Linked DNA regions of Oryctolagus cuniculus: region 1 is linked to region 2. A link is a contact called in public Hi-C data. All regions are on one chromosome and are shown on one strand. Each heading gives the region's core, a stretch centred on a gene start, on an enhancer-like site or on the middle of the called end of the contact. The rest is flanking DNA. Distances are from core to core; before and after follow the strand shown.

What was found. A called contact is a pair of places that touch in the nucleus more often than the background predicts.
Region 1: a Hi-C map of an unstated tissue shows a contact between it and region 2, with 4 times the contacts expected there. The contact joins two enhancer-like sites. A contact is called at or near these places in 3 of 6 Hi-C or Micro-C datasets (ear pinna, skin fibroblasts and an unstated tissue).

What each region holds. Positions count from the first base shown.
Region 1 is chr7:86,839,015-86,843,994 of mOryCun1.1, forward strand. No RefSeq gene overlaps it. Among named protein-coding and RNA genes, the nearest start is that of DNASE2B, 33 kb to the right of the region's middle. Within about 2 kb of position 1,722, at least 1 of the 8 cell types and tissues checked has an H3K27ac peak or open chromatin away from gene starts, as enhancers often do.
Region 2 is chr7:86,470,185-86,474,994 of mOryCun1.1, forward strand. No RefSeq gene overlaps it. Among named protein-coding and RNA genes, the nearest start is that of SSX2IP, 79 kb to the right of the region's middle. Within about 2 kb of position 1,512, at least 1 of the 8 cell types and tissues checked has an H3K27ac peak or open chromatin away from gene starts, as enhancers often do.

The DNA.
Region 1 (4,980 bases), core at 472-2,971, 370 kb after region 2:
AGCCAGGAGCCAGGTGCTTTTCCTGGTCTCCCATGGGGTGCAGGGCCCAAGCACCTGGGCCATCCTCCACTGCACTCCCTGGCCACAGCAGAGGGCTGGCCTGGAAGAGGGGCAACCGGGACAGAATCCGGCGCCCTGACCGGGACTAGAACCCAGTGTGCCGGCGCCGCTAGGCGGAGGATTAGCCTAGTGAGCCGCGGCGCCGGCTGCATTATGGCTTTTACAAGTGTTTACATCATTCTTCCTTTTCTCCTATAGCATCTGCTCTAGCATAAAACCTTGTCCAGTCTCCTTGCCCTCACCTCCACACTGAGCTTCTGGAATCAGCTCTCGGCATTTAGAAGTCAAGTGCACAGCCTTCCCTGCTTCCACCTGCGTGGTGAAGCAGGTAAATTGCTACTTTTTTCAAGATTCAGCTTGTGCTCTTGATCCTTTCTTCCCGCCCAGTTTCTCTTGAACTTGGTTGGGCTAACTGTTGCTTCCCTCATCTGTTTCTCCCCTTTTAACGGCTCATTGTTAACCCTCAAACATGTTCAACCAGTGGATCTTAAGAAAGTTTCTTTTGCTCCAATTTCTCTTCTGGGTGCCACCTTGTTCTCTCTTCTACTTCACTGCCAAATTTCTTGATCACTCTTATTTCTCACCTATCATTGAAATTGTCACTGAATTTGCACTGTCATCCTCACTGCTAGACTGCAACATTTTTGGGGACACCAGGGACCTCCTCAGTAACAAAGCCAATGGTTCCTTCCGGTTCTCATCTTCCTTGACCTCTCTTTGGCTTTTGACACAGTTGACTTCTTCCTTCTTTAAATTCTCCTCTCTTTTGGTTTCAGTCTGACAATTCTCTTAGTTTTTCTCCACAGTCCCCAAGCATTCTGTGTCAGTTTCCGTTAAAAGTTCATCATCTGCCTACTTCGTAAATATTCGTAATGTCTCTCAATGTTCAGCCCTCTTCTCTTCATTTTCTACATTCTGTCTTTAGGATGATCTCACTCATTCCCATGATACTGATGGTTTTTAAATCTGCAGCTCCATGCCCCAACCTCTCTCCTGCACTCTACTCCCTGTGGCAATACCTAATTGGCTAGGTTGCAGGCGTCTCACATCCAGCAAGGCTCACCAGCCCTCCATAACCCAACCAAGCCACTGCTAACGGCTTTAATGTCAGATGTATTCAGTAATTCCCACAGTGAAAGGAGCGAGGACCTTGATAGGATTTTCTCTTTTTCTCTCAGTCCTTCGTTACAAGCAACTGGTAATTAGCAAACATCACTACTTAATATTATTATAAGCAATTTCCTGCCCCAAGCCTTTCAAAAATTAGAACGGTGTCCAAAGAGCTTAAATGATCAAGGTGAAAAAATGTCTTAAGCATTAGGCTCATGCTGAGTTAAAAGAGAGAAATTATTAAAATAGCTCCCAGCAATAAGAAGCCTGGTACCTGTGTGAATTTGCCTTGTGTCTCATCACATGTATCGGAAAGAAAACTTCTTGTATTAAAAAATAAATTTCTGATAGCATTGGAATACACTTTTGCAGGTAATGTCCACAGCTATTTGTTAAAGATGTCTGACGGCCTTATTTGTTTTGTTTCACCTGAAAAAAAAAAAAGGCAAAACAAAGCAAGCAAACAAAAAAAACCACTGCCTGGGTTTCTTGGTCAGCAGGGGGAGCACTATTACCTTGCTGGGGAAAATTTTCACCAAGGCAACTGTATTTTAATATAGACCACATCCTAGCAACGAGGAGGAAAAGAAAATGAGACAATCGATACATTTGCTCCCTCCTGGTTGTAATATTTAAAAATAGCTTGATTTTTTTTTTTTGCCTTTGTAATTGAAAAGTGTTTTCTCAGGAAGGAATTACCTGCTGTCTTTTCATCTTTGCGTCCTTCCTTTCAATCTCTTGCTAATTAGGGAGAGAGGCTTTTAATCCCGGATGTGGTGTCTAAAATGGGTCAGGAAGCTGGTGTCACGGCCCCTGGTCCTTATTCGAGGCCGCGTCTGTCTGACACGGAAGCGAAGGCACTGCTTGGCTCCTTTTACTTAAGCTGCTCGGCCCTGCGAGAGAAATCAGTCCAAGTGGATTTCTGTCGGAAATGACCTTCTATGTGAGTGAATTGATTCGAGGAGATGGAAACAGGGATATGGTGTCCTTCTCAGACTCGCCTGGACCGGAGCCTGGCAGGCCAGGGGGGCCGGCCTTGAGAAACGGAAGCATGAGGAGGCTGGGCTGTCATCTGGAGTCCTTCTGGGATCTTGAACAAAACGTTTCATTTAACTCTGGAGCCACGGCCTCTTTTCTTAGGAACATCGCGCTTTTACGAAGAGACAATGATCAAATGGATTCGAAAACACTTCGAAACCTCAGAAACTATGTATACAATAACTTACACTAAAGGCTTAGCTTGGCTCATACATACGGGTTCAAAATGGTGCCATACAAGGGATCTTCGAAAACCTTCAAGCAAAATGTGTGTTATGAAAAAAAATGCATCGATTTCAAAGGCTTTTTTTTTTTTTTGCACAGAAATACACTTTAATTTCATTTTCCATGAACTTTTTAAAGTACCCTCATAATACCCTATATATAAAGAGAGTGTATATAGCTAAGTAGGTAAACTTATATTCATGTAAGATACATATATCTGAGAGAAATCTATACACAAATGGGAGATATACAGGTGAATGCAATTCTTTCTGAATTATACTGTTTATAGTAATTACTCTACTCACTGAGAATAATAATAGCTCCAAGGCAGAACTAACAAAGAATCCAGTACTCTTGATAGGCGTTTACTTCCTAAAATTCTTATTTGATAAGGAGGACTTGAAGTCACTTATTTTTCAAACACATTTTCTAAGAGAAGGATTAGAGAAGATGTTCGAACAGGAGCCCATTCTCCATGCCTATCCTTATCTAACAAACACACTGATTAAACACTCTGCCGGTTCACTTTCCCTCATGTCATTTATACCCTGAATGGAAGCATAGCATTACAATATTTTTATAAGCACTTCAAGAGAAATAGAAGTATAAAGGGAAATCTAGTTTGGCACCAAACTATACACACACACACACACACATATATATATATACACACACACACACAAAATTCAGTGTCTAAAGTGGCTGTTTTTTCCCCCAATACATCTTTCTCTTTTTCCAAGTGACAACGAATAATTTAACATATTTCATTATGGCTTTAATTGTTTTAAAGTAATGAATTTTTAAAATTTTTTTAATTTTAATTTTTTTTTGACAGGCAGAGTTATACAATGAGAGAGAGAGAGAGAGAGAGACAAAGGTCTTCCTTTTCCTTTGGTTCACCCCTCAAATGGCTGCTACCGCCGGCGCGCTGTGCCGATCCAAAACCTGGAACCAGGTGCTTCCTCCTGGTCTCCCATGCGGGTGCAGGGTCCAAGGACCTGAGCCATCCTCCACTGCAGTCCCGGGCCACAGCAGAGAGCTGGACTGGAAGAGGAACAACTGGGACCGAATCTGGCACCCCAACCAGAACTAGAACCCAGGGTGCCGGTGCCACAGGCGGAGGATTAGTCTAGTGACCCGTGGCGCGGGCCTAAAGTAATGAATTTTAAAGACAACAAATGGAATAACTTCCATTATAAAGTGCAATTTAACATATTTGATCTATGACTGATGAACTCAGAGACCGAGAGTGAGGTGGGTGCTAATGAAGTCAAAGTAAGAAGTTTAGTTCCTGTGAGGTTCAGGCTTACTTATTACTATGGCCACAGATACAGCTCTAAGCCTAGGTAATTATTCATCTTATAAAGTATTATTACTGTTCAGATCTGAGACAAGGAATTAAATGTTACCTAAATAAAGTGAAATAATCTTCATCAGTAACAGGTAATCAAGTTTCTTACCCTTCTTCTATTAGATTATAAAGTAGGGTATTCCATGTATTTTAATTAAATCCTACAGGAAACTGATATTATACCAGACAAAAAGCTGAAATGCTGTGAAAAGTATCCTGGACAGAAAATTGGACACACTGTGTTTAATCCCCAACTCTTTTCTTTATCAGCTTTGTATAGTTTGACAAGTCACTTAACCTTTCCCAGCCTAGATCCCTCGTGGGAGTGGAGAGAGAAATACCTATCTCCCGGCTTATTGTAGGGATTAAATGAGTTAATATATATAAAGTACTTAGCATAGTGCTTGGCACATAGAAAGTACTCAATAAGCAGTAGCTATCTTTAGCCTCATCATTATAATTCTTATGTAAGAGGTATTGTTAGAATTAAATGAATACTGAATACAAACCACTTTTTTCTTAGATTGTAGATACTCTATACTATTGAGCACTAGACTCATATAGAATTTTACATGTCACTAGGAGGAAATGATTTCTGTAAATCATTTAGAAAAGTTTAAAGTTGATTTAAATTAGATTAATCTAAAATTCACATGGCAATATCATGCACATACTGATATAAGGATTTTTCAAAGATATTTATTTTATTTATTTGAAAGAGTTACAGAGACAGAGAGAGAAATCTTCCATCTGTTGTTTCACTCTCCAAATGGCTATAATGGCCAGGGCTGGGCCAGGCCAAAGCCAGGAGCCAGGAGTTTCTTCCAGGTCTCCCATGTGGGTATAGATGCCCAAGAACTTGGACCAGATTCTGCTGCTTTCCCAGGTGCATTAGTAGGGAGCTGGATTGAAAGTGGAGCAACTGGGACTTGAACTGGCTCCCGTATGAAAAGTTAGCATTGCAGGCAGTGGCTTTACCTGCTACATCATAACACTGCCCCCCCCCCCATTAAAATTCTTATGTACGAGGTATTATTATAATTAAATGAATACTGAAGATGAACTGCCTTCTATCTTGCATTGAAGATATTTTGTATACCATTAAGCATTATGTTCATGTTAAATTTTATCATGTCACCACGAGGGAATACTTTCTTTTATATCATGTAAAGAAATACAAATTTGATTTAATTAAA
Region 2 (4,810 bases), core at 262-2,761:
ATGTCAGCCTTGTCCTCCCTGGTCCCAGCTGGCTCCAGAGCACTAGCCCTGGGGTAACCGAGCCCTGCTGCCACCCTGGCTGTTGAGATCAGACTATGGGGGAGGGTGAGGAGAGCAGACTAATGGCTCCCCAAATGCAAAGAGCCTACAAACAGTTCTCATGGGAAATGAACATTTTGAGAAAAAAATTTTTTGACAGGCAGAGTTAGACAGAGAGAGAGAGAGAGAGAGAGAGAGGGAGAAAGGTCTTCCTTCTGTTGGTTCACCCCCAAAATGGCTGCTAAGGCCGGCGTGCTGTGCTGATCTGAAGCCAGGAGCCAGGTGCTTCCTCTTGGTCTCCCATGCGGGTGCAGGGCCCAAGCACTTGGGCCATCCTCCACTGCCTTCCTGGGCCACAGCAGAGAGCTGGACTGGAAGAGGAGCAACTGGGACAGAACTGGCGCCCCAACTGGGATTAGAACCAGGGGTGCCGGCGCCGCAGGTGGAGGATTAGCCTAGTGAGCCACGGTGCCAGCCATATTTTGAGAAAATTTTGCATGAATTTCAAAAAAAAGATTTTGTGCCAAAATATGCTCTTCTTTTAATTCCACTTTTCTGGGCCAGCATTGTAGCATAGCAGGTAAAGCCTCCACCTGTGATGCTGGCATCCCACATAGGCGCAAACTCATGTTCCAGCTACTCCACTTCTGATCCAGCTCCTTGCTAACAGCCTAGGAAAAACAGCAGAAGACCCAATGCAATCACAGGGTCTTTGTAAGGGAGAGAAGAGGCAGAAGGATTCAAGAAAGTGTGAGGATGCTGCGCTACTGCCTTCCTAGGAGCAGGGAAAGACGAGGTTGTGGCTTCTCCCTTGGGAGACCATTCTCCACTGGGGAAAGTCTCCACTGGGGACAAAATCCAGAGGACACCTGGTATAACCAAATGAGACCCATCCTGGACTTCTACCTCCAGAGCTGTAAGAGATGAGATGTGTTTTGTTTAAAGCCACAGCATGAGGGTTTGTTACAGCAGCAGGAGTGAAAGCAGGTGCCCAAGTGAATGCCCACAGACACAGTGAGCCAGTCACAGGGTGTGGACGCAGGCAGGGCAGGTCAGGGCGAGGACACAGCCCAGCTCCCTGCACTCACCCTGCACCCCTGCAGGCCAGGCTGCGCTTGTGGACTCTCCTCAGCTGCTGGAGACACACAAAATGCCCTGTTTCAGGCTGACCCTGGGCCTGGATTCCGGGGCTGCTGACCATTCCCAGGGCCACACTGTACCGCTCCCCTGTGTTTCTCTCCCTCAGCGTTTTCCTTGCTCCAGTTTGAAATGACCCGGCTGATGGGCCTGTTCTCGCTTCCCTGGGAGGCTTGGTTCATTACATCCATTAGCACTTCTCCATTTCCCCCCAGCAGGAGATATTTTTAAAACATTAGTTCCAATGGCAGCTGCCTGCCCTCCAGCAGAGCGCCTACATCTCGGCTCTGTTCTGGTTCCCCCACCTGTCCTTCCGGCCTGCAGCCTCTCTCCTCCCGGAGAGGCATTCCTGGGTAAAGAAACCTGTGTGCCCTGAGGCTTAACACCATTGCATTCCTGGGCAATGTTCCTTGATTGGGAAGATAATCGCTCCCACAGCCAATGGAGAGAGTGAAAATACTCAGAGTGAGTGAAAGTGGCTTGCAGCCGCCACTGGGGAAATTTCTGTTTCGCCTGAATTGACTTGGATCACGGGGCTCCGGAGGGGACCACCTGACTTGGAGCTGTCAGGGGCTGTCAAGCCCTGGCTTGAGCGTCAGGCGCATGGTTCCCGGCTGCAGGCACCCCGTTGCGTAAGGATGTGAAGATGTGTGATGTGTTCAGGCTTTTTTTTTTTTAAATGAGCATTTTGCTCTCCAAATAGCTGGCAGAAGATCAGACTGTGCTTCACTGTTAAGCACGCAGAACATGGTATGAATTGAATGCAGAAGACAGCATTAGGCAGGATTAGCTATGCAGACATTAAGTAGCATTTGTGGCTGAGGACATTGCAAACTAAGATTCCAAACTATAATGCCCTAATACTTTCAAATATAAATTTTGGGGTCAGTGCTGTGGTGCAGTAGGTTAAGCTGCCATCTGTGATGCCGGCATCCCATATGAGCACCACTTCCAGTCCTGGCTTCTCCACTTCCCATCCTGCTCCCTGTTAACATACCTGGGAAAGCGGTGGAAGATGGCCCTGCTCTTCGGCACCTGTACCCACATGGGAGACCCAGATGGAGTTCCTGGCTTCTGCCTTCGGTGCAGCTGGGGGTGTTGTAGCCATTTGAGGAGTGAACCAATGTCTTTGTCTCTCTTTCCCTCTTTCTTTTTAACTCTGCCTTTCAAAAACAAATAAAGCTTTAAAAAAAAAAAACATTTCAAATATCAGTGCATGGTATTTAATACGGTTGCTTTTTAAAGAGGTTGTTTTTCTTGTTGTTTAGCTGGACCTATGGATGATAGGAACACTCATGCAAGTGGAAGCCTCCAGGAATATGTAGGCCAAGTGTGTAGGCAGCCAATTACAAGGACAACTGACAAGTGAGAAAGTGGCTCAAAACACCCAAGAATGTATTATATGGACAAGAACAATGCCATAAACAACCAGGATTCTATTATAATAACAACAATAACAAAGTACCTGCCCTCTGGAAGTATCTAGTGAAAGAATGGGAAAATGATGCATTTGCTGTCACCCCTGGTTGTGACTGTAACGTACATCATTAATCAAAAACCTTACATTTCCCAGTAAACCAAAACATTCCATTAAAACCCTATGGCTGGCGCCGCGGCTCAATAGGCTAATCCTCCGCCTGTGGCGCTGGCACACCGGGTTCTAGTCCTGGTCGGGGCACCGGATTCTGTCCTGCTTGCTCCTCTTCCGGTCTAGCTCTCTGCTGTGGCTCGGGAGTGCAGTGGAGGATGGGCCAAGTCCTTGGGCCGTGCACCCGCATGGGAGACCAGAAGCACCTGGCTTCGGATCAGTGCGATGCACTGGCCGCAGCGCACCAGCCGCGGCGGCCATTGGAGGGTGAACCAACGGCAAAACGAAGACCTTTCTCTCTGTCGCTCTCTCTCTCTCACTGTCCACTCTGCCTGTCAAATAAATAAATAAATAAATAAGAAAACCCTCTACACAATGCTCCAGTTAGCAGCCATCAATGGACAGGGCCTAGCATGTACGAGAAAACTCTGGTCTGCAAATTGGACTCATCCATTAGCAATTTCATTTCAACTCACTCCATATGCTGGGAATATAGCTCGCTGGGAGCTATGTGAGCTTAAGCTCTCTCTAAAGCCATGTGCGGGGCACTCGGAGAACAGGGTTATAGTGGATCTTGTGTTGAGCTAAATGAAACACAGCTGTAAGAGTAGGAGAACTCTTCCCAGGAAAGATAATACTTGAGTTGGTCCTTTAAGGAGAAGAGGGAGTAGAGACCACTGGGAAAAAAATTGGGTAAGAGCATGAGCAACAGGCAAGGGGACAGAAGTGCGCTCCGGGTATATTTGAGGACATGTAAAGATGTGGTTGGGGGTTAAGCTAGAAAAACAGGCTGAAGTCATTCTGTGAAAGGCTTTGAGTTCCCTCTCACAGATGGAGAGCGGATGACTGTGGATGACGCCCAACACAAAGCTGGGACAGGTGCTCTGGCACAGCATGTTAAGCCATTGCTTGGGATGTCTGCATCCTATATTGGAGTGCCTGGGCTCAAATCTCAGCTCTGCTTCCCATCCAGCTTCCTCTAATGCACCCTGGGAGGCAGCAGGTGATGACTCAAGTACCTGAGTCCCTGCCACCCATGTGGGAGACTGGGTGGAGTTCCTGGCTCCTGGCTTCAGCCTGGCTGATGTGGTTATTTGGGGAGCGAACCAGTGGGATGGAAGATATCTCTCCCTCCCTCCCTCCTCCCCTTCCACTCTGCCTTTCAAATAAATAAATCAGTCTAGAAAAAAGAAAAACGCATGTCCCGAAGCTGTCCCTGTTTGAGAGCGGTGAGGGGCTACACAAACAGGAGCCTGGAGAAATGAACCGAATCTCTTAAGGGAAAGGACACAACCCCCTCCTCTCCTGGCCTCACGCCAACACCACAGAGCCTTCGGGGCAATTCGTGTCTGGATTGGTGATCTTCCAGTTGTCCTATATGCCTCTTTCTGGGTTGCTTGACTCCCTCAACTGCTCTTGTTGTCCCCAAAATCTGGAGAGTCAGAAGCCTCATGACTTGGCTCACTCTAGACCTGACCGCTAGACTGTAAGTTCCCCAAGAGCAGGTCTGGTCATCTCAGCCCAGTACCAGCCTGTGCCCGGCACCCAGCAGGCACCTCATGGATACTTATCAAAGCAGTTGGAGGGTATTCCCCATGTATTAAATGCAGCCCTACTGTGCGTTTTGATCCTACCAGACAGACCTCAGTGCTATCCAGGCAGAAGGCCCCTTCCCAGAGTTCCATCTTCCCAGAGATCCATCTTTCCACAGAAAGGCGTCTGGCTTCCACTCCCACAACCCCCAGTTCTCATGTGCCCTTCTAGAACATCTGCCCTGAGTGATCGCACGGAATGCAGTTTGGGTTCTCTGTGCACTCGCTGAAGTGCCCGTATGTTAGGGGAAAGATTTGTTGCCTCTTTTGTCCTCAGTGCCTTTGTTATCTCAGAGACACAGAATGTCCTACCTAGAGGCAACCATTAACAGCCAGCTCCGTCACGTCCCATGGGGGGTGCGGAGGGGCACCTGAAGCCCTACGTGCCGCAGCTGGTGAGCGGCAGGGTCAGGATTCATACTCAGTCTGCCACACTTGAGTCCACTCCGCTTTG